3 separate regions of the Mus musculus genome follow, and regions 1 and 2 are each linked to region 3. A link is a contact called in public Hi-C and HiCAR-type data. All regions are on one chromosome and are shown on one strand. The core of a region is the stretch at or near the end of the contact, and the rest is flanking DNA. Distances in the headings are between cores, read along the strand shown.

Region 1 (3,561 bases), core at 634-3,133, 4.9 Mb before region 3:
GAAAGTTGGTGCATCTGTTCACAGACTAAAGTAGTGCATAGCCGGACGGGTAGCTCAATCCCTAGAGAAGGGTGCACCTAGAACCAGGTCTGTTTCAGGAGTTAACTGCCAAGACACCCAGCCCATGCCTGGGCAGCTGTGAAGGACAGCTTGTTAAGTACTTGAAAGACTTGGGAAATAAATGAAAATAAGCAAACTGTCTGGAGAAAATGAGCTGGTTTCATCAGATTCTTATTCTTAGATTCAATCTCAAAGGATTCAGGTAATTAATCAATAAGACACCAAATATCAGAAAAACCCTAAAACTCTACAGAAATGTTGGGTCAGAAGTTTCAAAGAAGCAGAAACTGTGAAGGTGGAGGTTCTGAGGTAGAGTTTTGTGTGTGTGTGTGTGTGTGTGTTGTTTTGGTTTTTTTGAGACTGGGTTTCTCTGTGTAGTTCATGGTGGCCTCGATTTCAGCGCTCTGGCTGCCTGTGCCTTCCCAGTGCTGGGGTTAAAGGTGTGCACCACTACCATGTGGCAAGGAAGTATAAGGGACTCATACAAGTAGGGGAATAGGCCAAGCAAGGAAAGAAATGGGGCAGAGTTAAAAATGTAAGTTTTAGTGCATTTAAGTGAGGTGCACGCATAGTAACTCATTAACATACATTTTATAACTTAAAATAAATTTAAGTTTTAAATGTTTTTGAAGAATTGATGCTCCTGTCCTCTTGTTATAGGTCCTAGACTCTAGGATCTAGCAGTAAGATTTCAGTTTGGCGAGGCTGGATAAACTAAGAATTCAGTTTTTAAAGGCTTAGCAACTCATTTTACCTTTAACATGAATATGTAGCCCCTCTCCACCATCCTTTAGTAAGAACGTATCTGATACTTGGAACCAACGTCACGAATTAAAACACTAGTGAAATGAAAGGGGGCCCTAGAGCAAGCCTTCAGTTTTGTGTCCACGTGGTCTAGACTGCCTGCTTCCACTCTTGTAATCTCAAGGCAAGATATAGGTATGCCCTAAGTTTCCTTGTCCTAGCTTCTCACTGGTAGCTTCGCGTTCATCACTTTGTACCGCAGAAACAGGACACTGTTTAATGGTCCTAAAGCCCCTATGTGGGTGTCAGTTCAGGGAAGGTATCCCAGCATTTGAAGGGCAAGTCCTTGGCTCCTCCCCTCCAGGGCTCTGAGGGTCACACCTGGGGGTGGACAGTTGCACGTGCGCGTCATGGGAGTGGAGCCTGTCACTTTCACAGGTTGTGGCCGCCTGATCCGCGACCCCCGCAGACAGAGCTGGGCACCCGATTCCCGGCCCTCCCCCCGGGTCACCTGTAATTGTAGGCGCTGAAATGCTTGCTCTCTCTCATCATCGCCCGGTACAGATCTAAAACTTGTGCGCGGCTGGAGGCTGCCATGTTGAAAATAAACAAAAACAAACAAACCAAAAAACACCCTAACAACAAAACCAAACAGGTCCTTCTTCGTAGAAGCCCCAAGTTTAACTGAACCCAAATGTCAAACGATGCAAAAAAAAAAAAAAAAAAAAAAAAGCACGCTGGAAGGCAGGAGAAGAGAGGCTCCGCCTGGCTCGCGCGCGGCCTGGCTCGCGTCCTGCGCGAGAGGTGGCGCCGCAGGCAGGGCGGCGGGCAGCTAAGGGGTGGCGCCCGTGTCCTGGAGGCTCCGCGTTCCTCACAGGCTCCTCGGGCGGCAGGAGGCCGAGCCGTCCAGCCCCAGGCTCGCTCCTCGGGAGGACAGTCGCGGGCTCGAACACCAGGGCTCAAAGCCTCCTCCGCCTTTCGAACCGCCCGGGGGCGTGGCCGAGATCCCGGTGTCTCCTGACACCACGCCCCCTACACCTGCCTAGGCCCCGTTGCCTGGGTTACGAGCCGCGCTCCCCAGCCCTGCCCCTGCCCGGCTCGGCTGTCTTTGGCGCTGCCTGACCTGCTGTGCACGAAAACGAGGGTGACTTTGCTTTGGATCCGTCTGGTTGGCAGCCTGAGTTTATCAGTGTCATCGTGACTGGGGGACGCAGCGCCAGTGGTGCGGAGGTAACTAGCTGGCGACTTCCTGGCGCACCGGCTTGTCTTTGGGCGAGCGGCTCAAGGGACCTAGGGCCCTGGCCTCTTCCCGTCAAGATGGCGGCGCCCAGCGCGCCCAGCGTCTCGGTAGCCAGAGGTTAAGCTCAGTGACGGCGGAGTGAGTGTGTGGCCGCTTTGCGGACTTCGAAACGCCCGCGTTTGGTTTCCCCGGCGTACGCTGGGTGAGTGCTGGCCTTGCTGCAGAGTAGAGGTGTCAGGTCGCCGACTGTTATGCACTTTGCATTCGGCTGTGACTTCCATTTCCGGGATCTTCACTAAGGGGCTACACTATTTTTTGTTTGTTTACTATTTTTTCTTTCTTTTCTTTTCTGTTTTTTTTTTTTTTTCTTTCCTGTTTTTGAGACGGGGTCTCGTTTTGTAGTCCAGACTGCCCTTGAGCTCCTGGTCACAGATTTCCCGGTGCTGGGATTAAAAGTGTGGGATGCACTACTGTTTTTGTTAAGAGCACGGTTTTGTAGTGCGTAAACATAAATAAACAAACAAGCACATAAATAAATTAGATGTCATGATTAATAAGGGAACCCTTAGGACTTTAGGGGATTTCCTAGACATCATTTCAGACCCAAGGCAAAAAGAGGGTTTTTCTCAGCTTTTAGCTATCACGGACCAGCTTACTAAAGTACTTAAGTTTTTGGGTTGTTCCTTGATCTTAGGACTGTGCGAAGAGAAGCTTCGAATAATTCTGGTTCTTGTGTTTGGAACTCACTCGTTAGTTTTGGAATATTGTTTTATATTAAGATGGTGCAACAAGCCACTACCTGCAAATTCTCTGTCCCTAAATACAGCAAAGAGTCATTTTAACGATAAGACGGAAGTCAATTTACCATGCCTTATCATTTGTTTTGGTGTATCAAGCTTTCATTCTCTATTCGAAACAATCTGTGTTTTTCTGGATCACATGTTTGCAACTTGTTGTCCTTGAATCTAAGTATACCTACTCGTCTTGATGTAGTGGCAATCAAAGGTATTGACGATACAGTGCTTTTATAAAAACACTCTTAAGCCCCTGTTTGATTTTTGTCTTAGTCAAAATAGATTTTTAAATTTCAAATTTAATTTTTAAATAAATGGAACAGAACTTGCCTTTTGTTCCCTTTCTGTTTGTTTGATCAGGTCACTGACTCAAGTTTAATGGGATCCATTAATATTTTGAGTTTTACTTGCAACTTTCTAAATGGCTGACATCTGTAAAGTAGGTTTTCCCCTTGTTGCAGAGTCAGAACAGAGCTGTGGTCTCTTGAGGTAATAGAATATTGATTGCTATTGATAATAATGCCCCAGGAAAACCTACACATTAAAAGTTACAGGTAGACAAAATTACCAGAATGAGAAGGAAAAACGTTTTAAATTACTTTGATTTGTCATAAAAGAGTGGGGAATATGTTTTAAATGTATTTTACTTTCATCTTGAAAGTGAAATTAGGATAATTACTGTATGCAGTTGATGCCTAATTACAAAGGAGTTAATTACTAATG
Region 2 (3,811 bases), core at 804-3,303, 3.0 Mb before region 3:
TTTATCTTTGTCTTTAAACATGAGGTCTAGACAAGAAAATGTTCCACCTATTGTAATATAGTCTCCCTGGTCAGTTGAGCAATGCCACTGCACAAAAAATATTTACATTTTTTACTAGTAGTCTTAACTACTACATTATAATTTTAATGGGAATCTTTTTAATATAAAAAGGCAAAACAACAACAACAACAAAAAAAAAACAAAAAAACAAAAAAACGGGGCAAGCCAAATGGCTCAGTGGTTAAAGGCACTTGCTGCCAAGCCTGACCATGTGAGTTTGATTCTTGGTATGCACCCTGCAAATTGTCTCCTAGCTTCTGGATATATATTACAAGGCAGACAGGCAGACACACACTAAATATAATAAAAAATTAAAATAAATAGTGGCAGCTTCGTGGTTAGTAGCAAAGAAAAAAAATCCAACTATTTTTGCACATGACTTCAAGCATAGTTTCAGACATTTAAAATATCAAAAAAAATAAGGGCTAATCATAATGCTAATTTATAAATCAGAGACTTGTTGACAAAGCTTTCTCAAAAACCACACAACATCACTTTCAGGCAAAACTCTACAAAGCCCTTTAAAGTTCAAGCAGTTCTTATTACCACTTCTCGGGGAGCGATGATGTGGCAATCCAGCAGCGAGGGAAAATGTGGGAACAGCCACATGTGCAAAGCCCAAGAGAAAACACTATCTTTAAAACCATGATTTTTTTAAGTCTTTTTACTTTCCCGAGTTAAAACAGTTCATTCATAGTTTACAGGTAATTTATCAAAAGCCAGATTTAAAGAAAGAAAGAAAACCCCAATGGTCTAAGGTTGTAGTGTGCATATGTGCCTTGCATGCCTGGCACGATGGAAGCCCTGGGTTCATCCCCACCACTTCATCCACGGGGTGTGGTGACACCCTGAAACCCAGCACCCCAGAGGTACAGGCACAAGGATCATAAGTTCAAGGACGTGCTAGCTAGGGCACCAACTTACAACGCAGCCAGGGTTACCTACATGAGACTCGGTCTCAACATCTGTCTTATGTCCCCACCACCACACTCCCAAGCCAAAATCCCTAACAGCTATAATTCAAAGTCATACTAGTTACTAAGTAGAAGCCAAGCACTTCTGTGTGCTTGGCCAAAGAGTTCATAACATGGCTCGTTATTTCTCATGCCCTGGGCCACAGAAACTTAGAGAAAGAAAAGGAATTCTTTCTGGTGACCACTCAAACTAGTTGTTTTTATAAACTAGCAAAATTAATGGACATGGCGGGCAAGGGGGAACAAGTTTCTACGTTTTTACATTCTGCCAAGTTTTTAGCCCAGGTCAATCGTTGGAAAGAATAAACTTACAAAGCTCGAAATAACTTTTTCGCAGCATATTTTCAACCAGCAAAAACTGGCTGGAAAAGGGAGGGGAGGGGAGAGAAATTAGAAAAGGAAGGAGGAGGCCATCCGGCCATACTCTACGGTAGCGGCTGACAAGCAGCCGGAGGAAGGGGACGGATTTGGACACCGAGCCTCGCGGTCCACACAGACCGCGATGGGCGAGCGAGGGGGCCGGGCGAACACGATCCACGCGCCGAGGAGAAGAATCTACAGTGGGCGAATGAATGGAGGCGCGCCGGCGTGTGGCTAGCGACACGTCAGCGCAGAGCTTGGGGACGGGCGGCCCGCGGCGAGCGCGGGCGGAGAAGCGAGGCCGACCCTGGCGTGGGTCCTGCGGACCGCGGGCTTCGGGCCCGCGCTCGCTGAGGACGCCGAGCTGCGGGGGGTCCCGGGGCGGGGGATAGCATGGCCCACGAGAGCCGGGCCGGGGGTCGGCCGCGGTCCCCAACCCAGCCCCGCGTCTCTCACCTCCGGGGCCGCCTCGGAGCAGCACGGCGGCGGGAAAGGCCAGCAGGAACAGCAGCAGCAGGCGGGGGAGGAGTCTCATGGTACGGCCGGTCAGCGTCCGGTGCGGGTCCGCTAGGGCTCTCGGAGGCTCTGGCGGTAATGGCGTTACTCTTCATCCGGGCCGCGGTGGAGGGGCGGGGCACGCACGCACGCGCGCCATCCGTCGCCCCTCCCCGCCACCGTCGACGTGGCCTCTAAGCGCCCAGGGGCGGGGCCTGCGGGCCGGGAGATCACGTGGCCGGCGGTGGCGGGGACCAGGGGAGCCTACGGGCTCCCGCGAGAGCCTAGCTGAGCAGGCTTATCTCTTCCAGATGCTTAGCATCGCTTTGTCCCCCGTTGCTTTGAGGGGCCAAGGAGTGGAAACTTCCCGCATGTGTGGCAGTTGAAAGACAGAAAGTAAAGGATATGGATAACGACAAAATAAATAAATAAAAATAAAAAGCCGAAAGTGATGTCTCACATTGTAACCCCAGAGTTTGAGAGATGGAGGCAGGAGGATTGCAGCGAGCTGGAGACCAGCCTGGGCTATGTAGCGAGTTCGGGGCAAGACTGGGCTACAGAGTTAATACCTTGTCACAAAATTCTACCCCCCCTGCAATAAACAATCGGAGTTCTGGAGTTTTATTCTTTTAAATTTGACTGTCTCTCTGGTGTATAATTGCCAGTGCACAGATAGATGTAAAGGTCAGTCAAAGGACAACTTCTAGGGAACTGATTCTCTCCACATTTTAGATGGGTTCTGGGCTTGAACTCTGATCATTAGAGGTTCAGTTCTGTAATTTTTCTTAACAACCCAAACTTAGCAATTACCTAGCCTTTCTGCAGTTTCTACGCCAAAGATCTCACTTCTGGCATATTTCTGGCAACTTCAGCTGGTCAGTGTGAAACACTCGGGATGTAGTGGCTGCGCTGAGAACCTCCAGCCACAATCCTGATTCAGGGACTGTCTTGGTTACTTTTCTGTTGCTGTGAAGAGATACCATTACCAAGGCAACTTATAAAAGAAAGTGTTTGATTTGTAGGCTTGTTTACAGTCTCAGAGGGTGAGTTCCTGACCATCGCATCAGAGAGAATGGGAGCAGGCAGGCAGTGCTAACGTGGAAGCTGAGAGCTTATATGTTCAGCCCCAAAGGACAAGGCAGAGAGGTAAGTCCAATGGTACGGACTTTTGAAACCTCAAAGCCCACACCCAACAATGCACCTCCTCACATAAGTCCTTACCAAACAGTTCCACCAACTGGGATGTAACATTCAAACACAAGCCTACTGGGGCAGTTCTCATTCAAACCACTACACAGGTTAAGCAGCCACCAGGATCATTGGAGCCTCTGAGCCACAGAGGGACAAATAAACTCCCCTCAGAATTGTTGAAGATGACTGAAGTGGAAGTCACAGACCATATCTCAACTTAATTAACCCCAGTAGGTTCAGATCAGATGAACACATGTCTGACCTGAACAGGGGAAAGAGACTGTCTATAAATTCTATGAACATTAAGGAGTCAGAAGTGCCACCACCTGAAGTCAGACCTCAGAAAGGGAGACAGTGAGATCTTCGGTACAAGGACAGTGTCTCTGTACCATCCCCTCAGTTACAGTCCTTGTCAGTTTCTTGTGCCAGGAGACACTCCCGGGTTAAATACGAGGATCTTGGATATTTGATGGGGTTGAAGACTAATTATAGTCTCACAAGCAAACTTAAGTTGTTTAGCATTGAAAGAGATGATATAGATTTGAAAGGATGTTTTTCAGATGGTAATGTGTACTGGCTGGTTTTGGGTGTCAACTTGACACAAGCTGGAGTTATCACAGAGAAAGGAGCTTCAGTTTGGGAAATGCCTCCTAGAGATCAGGCTGTGGGGCATTTTCTCAGTTGGTGATCAAGGGGGTAGGACCCATTGTGGGTGATGCCATCCCTGAGCT
Region 3 (3,527 bases), core at 60-2,559:
TGAGACTTTTCACTTTGTTCCAAGCTAAGGAGACATGTTCCAACTTTAGTGGTTCTCTGGTGAAAATGATTAACATGCTCAGGACAACTTAGCAATACCTGGAGATAAATTAAGTAACACAAGGGTTGCAAGTGGAATAGCCCAAACTGGAAGAGCCTTTACACAATTGAAAAATCATCAAAACACCCAAAGTCAAATTAATTACTTCCCCCTATACTCAAGCAAAAGAGGCTGTGTCGACAATTTGCAGCCTTAGAGAACAAGTGTTTGGAAACAATGTCTAAGCACTTAAGAACTCCATTAATTCACAGGCCTGTGTGAAGATCTGACATAAGCACCAACCCACCCGCTTTGACATATGCACTCATCCCTGACCCCGCCTAAAGAGAAAGGAAAAAAGGATATTATTGCTTTCATTAACCTCTGCACCTCCCCCCCTTAAAGATTTATTTATTTATCTTTATGCATAGGAGTACACCACCATTGCTTCCTTCAGACACACCAGAAGAGGGCACTAGACCCCATCACAGATGTTTGTGAGCCACCATGTGGTTGCTGGGAAATGAACTCAGGACCTCTGGAAGAGCAGACAGTGCTCTCAACCGCCTAGCTATCTCTCCAGCCCTGCACTTTGTCCCTTAACTCGGGTAGAGATGTAGCCACTGTCCTCCTCCCTCAAGACAAATCTTTTTTCCTGTACCATAGGTCAGCACATGGCCAGTCTGATTAGATACAAGAAGCCAGTAGGCAAGAAAAGCTGAGGAGATGGACGGCTTGCCTGCAGGCGGGACACGGACTGGCAGGCCCGGGCTCGCAATCCAGCGAGGGGACACTGCCAACTCCGGGTCCCGCGAGCCCTGACCGTCCCCGGGCCGACCCTAATCTGCTCTCTCTCGGCACGAAAACAAAACCCTTTGCTTGTGATCCGAGCCATGGGGAAGCTGCAGGAGGAAAACGGGTGCAAGGAGGCGCCAGGCTGGGCGACGAAGTGAGACTGGCTGCAAATAAGAAAATCATAGTTAATCCCAGCACCCGGGAGGCAGAGGCAGGCGGAGCTCTGAGTTCGAGGCCAGCCTGGTCTACAGAGTGAGTTCCAGGACTGTCAGGGCTACACAGTGAAAGCCTGTCTTCAAAACAAAACAAAACAAAACAAGAAAAGAAAATCATAAATGGAGGAAATGCATTCCGGATCCCCAAATCACAGCAACCCTCCAGGAACTACAAGGGTTGTCTAGACAACCGCTGGCCACCGGAGCCGGAAGTGGGCCCGCCCCTTCCTTAGGCGCGCCGGAAGTTGGGGCTTCCGGGGAGAAGTTCCCTCCCATTTCCCAAGGCCGGCGGAGCCCACGGCTTCCCAGGACTTGCCTGCTTGACACAACTTTTCTTTCTCTCTGCTCTGAGAGCCTCCTCCCGCGGCTTCCTTCCTTAAGCTCGTCGCAGAAGGGTCACGTGACGTCCCACGTAACGGAGGACGGAGCGCGTCCTCCGTTATTGCCATTTGCAGGCGCCTAAAAGGTGCCCCCGGGCGGTGACGTATAACTCGCGCGCCGGCTGAGGAAGGGAAGGGCCAGCCTCCGCAGCCATCGGGTCTCCACGCCGGCGTCTCTTGCCCGGCACGAGTGCTGCGGAATGGAGCTGGTCGCCGGCAGCTACGAGCAGGTCCTGTTTGGGTTCACGGTACAGCGCGGGCCCGCGAAGAGTGGCCATCAGGAGGTGAGGCAGCGCGAGCCCCGGGGCTGCGGGGGACAGGCGGGCTGGTCCTTCCGGGGCAGGACCGTGGAGGTTGTTATTTATCGCTGGTTCTCTATGGGTCTTGGATGGCGGACTTTGTTGGAAAACGGACAGGTTTATGCAGCTAATCCCAGCTCTCGAGAGGTTGAGGCAGGAGGAGAGTGAGCTCAGAGCTTGTGTGGAAAGATCCTGCTCTTTACAGAGTAGAGGCTTCTCAGAATTGAAATAATATTTACTTGCTATAGTAGATAAAATGTCTACAGTAGGTAACGAGGAATGTTCATCTCTGTCGGGAGTGGATGAATGGCTGCCAGAAGTGGTTGGGGCCAACGTAGGGAGGTGACGGAGAGAGGAGGGCTAATGCTTGCAGAAATGAAGTTTGATGGGAGGAATGACTGATTGCTTTTTTTTTCCTTGAAAGGTAACTATAGTTGACAGCATTAATTGTGTATTTTAAACTAGCTACTACAGCGTATTTTGAACCAGCTCAAAAGGGGTTGCCTTTTTCATATCTGATCTATGTATGCATTCAAATATCCCATTGTGCTCCATAAATATATACAGTTATTATCTGATAATTTAAAAGGTTAAGAAAAACCTTAAAGCATTCCTAAGGCATGAAAAAATAAGGTGTGCATTTAAGCTGACAATGATTGTAGTTCTTAAAGTTCTAATGTAAAAATAACTTCACCTTTCACTGAGTTTCTGTCCTGATTAACAAACTACTATAGGACTGGAGACATGACTCAGCGGTTAAGAGCGCTGGCTGGACTGGAGACATGGCTTAGCGGTTAAGAGCACTGGCTGTTCTTCCAGAGGGTCCTGGTTCAGTTCCCAGCACCTACACGGCAGCTCACAACTGTTTGTTAACTCCTGTTCGAAGGGATCTAATATCCTCCTACAGGCATACATACAGTCAAAACACCAATCTACATAAAATAAAAATACATTATACACAAAAGAACTACTACAGCTGGCCTGGGATGAAGAAAGTGATGCAGATTCACTGTTTATCGTCCACCTACTGTGGGTAGGGCGAAAGGTGCCAGAGGTGTGAGCCCTGCTGTTGTGGCCTTCTTGGTTGAAGGGATGGTGAACAAGCGAAGAGAGAAACACATGGAGGTTAAGTGTAGCACAGTATGAAATTTATTTTTGTCTGGTATGGCAAGAAGATACAGGTAATTGCCAACATAGTAGTCAGACAGTAAAGGGGATTAGAAGTGTCATCTATCAGGGCAGTGGCCCCACCCGTAATCCCAGCACTCAGGAGGCAGAGGTAGGCGGATCTCTGAGTTCCAGGACAGCCTGGTTTACACAGAGAAATTCTGTCTTGAAAAACAAAAAAGAATGATTATTTCTTGAACAGTTCTACTTATCACTTACTGATCTGTTTTGTCGAAAATTCCTTAGTGCCTGTTGTGGTTGGGTTTCTCCCTCCCTCCCTCTTTCTTTCTTTCTCTCTCTCTCTCTCTCTCTCTCTCTTTCTTTCTTTCTTGGTTTCTCCCTCCCTCCCTCCCTCCCTCCCTCCCTCCCTCCCTCCCTCCCTCCTTCCCTCCCTCCCTCCTTCCCTCCTTCCTTCCCTTCCATATACATAAGTACACTGTAGATGTTTACAGACACACCAGAAGAGACCAGAAGAGGGCATTGGATCCCTTTACAGATGGTTGCGAGCCACCATGTGGTTGCTGGGAATTGAATTTAGGACCTCTGGAAGAGCAATTAGTCCTCGTAGCCTCTGAGCCATCTCTTCAGTGCATGGTTGGGGTTTCTTTAGTATACTCATTCCAGATATACAG

Evidence for each region. Hi-C and Micro-C count contacts between places; a contact is called where the count stands out from the background. HiCAR-type assays count read pairs that join an accessible place to other places.
Region 1: a contact with region 3 is called in a Hi-C map of CD8 T cells, with 4 times the contacts expected there. The contact joins the promoter of Fars2 here to the promoter of Pak1ip1 in region 3.
Region 2: a HiCAR-type map of astrocytes shows a contact between it and region 3, with 4 times the contacts expected there. The contact joins the promoter of Ssr1 here to the promoter of Pak1ip1 in region 3. A contact is called at or near these places in 3 of 39 promoter capture datasets (the HPC-7 cell line, cranial neural crest and liver), 1 of 484 Hi-C or Micro-C datasets (CD4 T cells) and 1 of 115 datasets of contacts at active chromatin or transcription factors (astrocytes).

What each region holds. Positions count from the first base shown.
Region 1 is chr13:36,115,760-36,119,320 of GRCm38.p6, forward strand. It overlaps Fars2 (phenylalanine-tRNA synthetase 2 (mitochondrial)), which reads left to right and starts at 1,884. Exons shown (of 7, transcript NM_024274.3): 1 at 1,884-2,246. Lyrm4 (LYR motif containing 4) reads right to left here and starts at 1,598. Exons shown (of 3, transcript NM_201358.2): 1 at 1,316-1,598. The coding sequence starts at 1,401.
Region 2 is chr13:37,992,155-37,995,965 of GRCm38.p6, forward strand. Ssr1 (signal sequence receptor, alpha) reads right to left here and starts at 2,054. Exons shown (of 8, transcript NM_025965.4): 1 at 1,851-2,054. The coding sequence starts at 1,929.
Region 3 is chr13:40,999,701-41,003,227 of GRCm38.p6, forward strand. It overlaps Pak1ip1 (PAK1 interacting protein 1), which reads left to right and starts at 1,310. Exons shown (of 10, transcript NM_026550.3): 1 at 1,310-1,713. The coding sequence starts at 1,630. It overlaps A730081D07Rik (RIKEN cDNA A730081D07 gene), which reads right to left and starts at 1,446. Exons shown (of 5, transcript NR_155347.1): 1 at 1,366-1,446.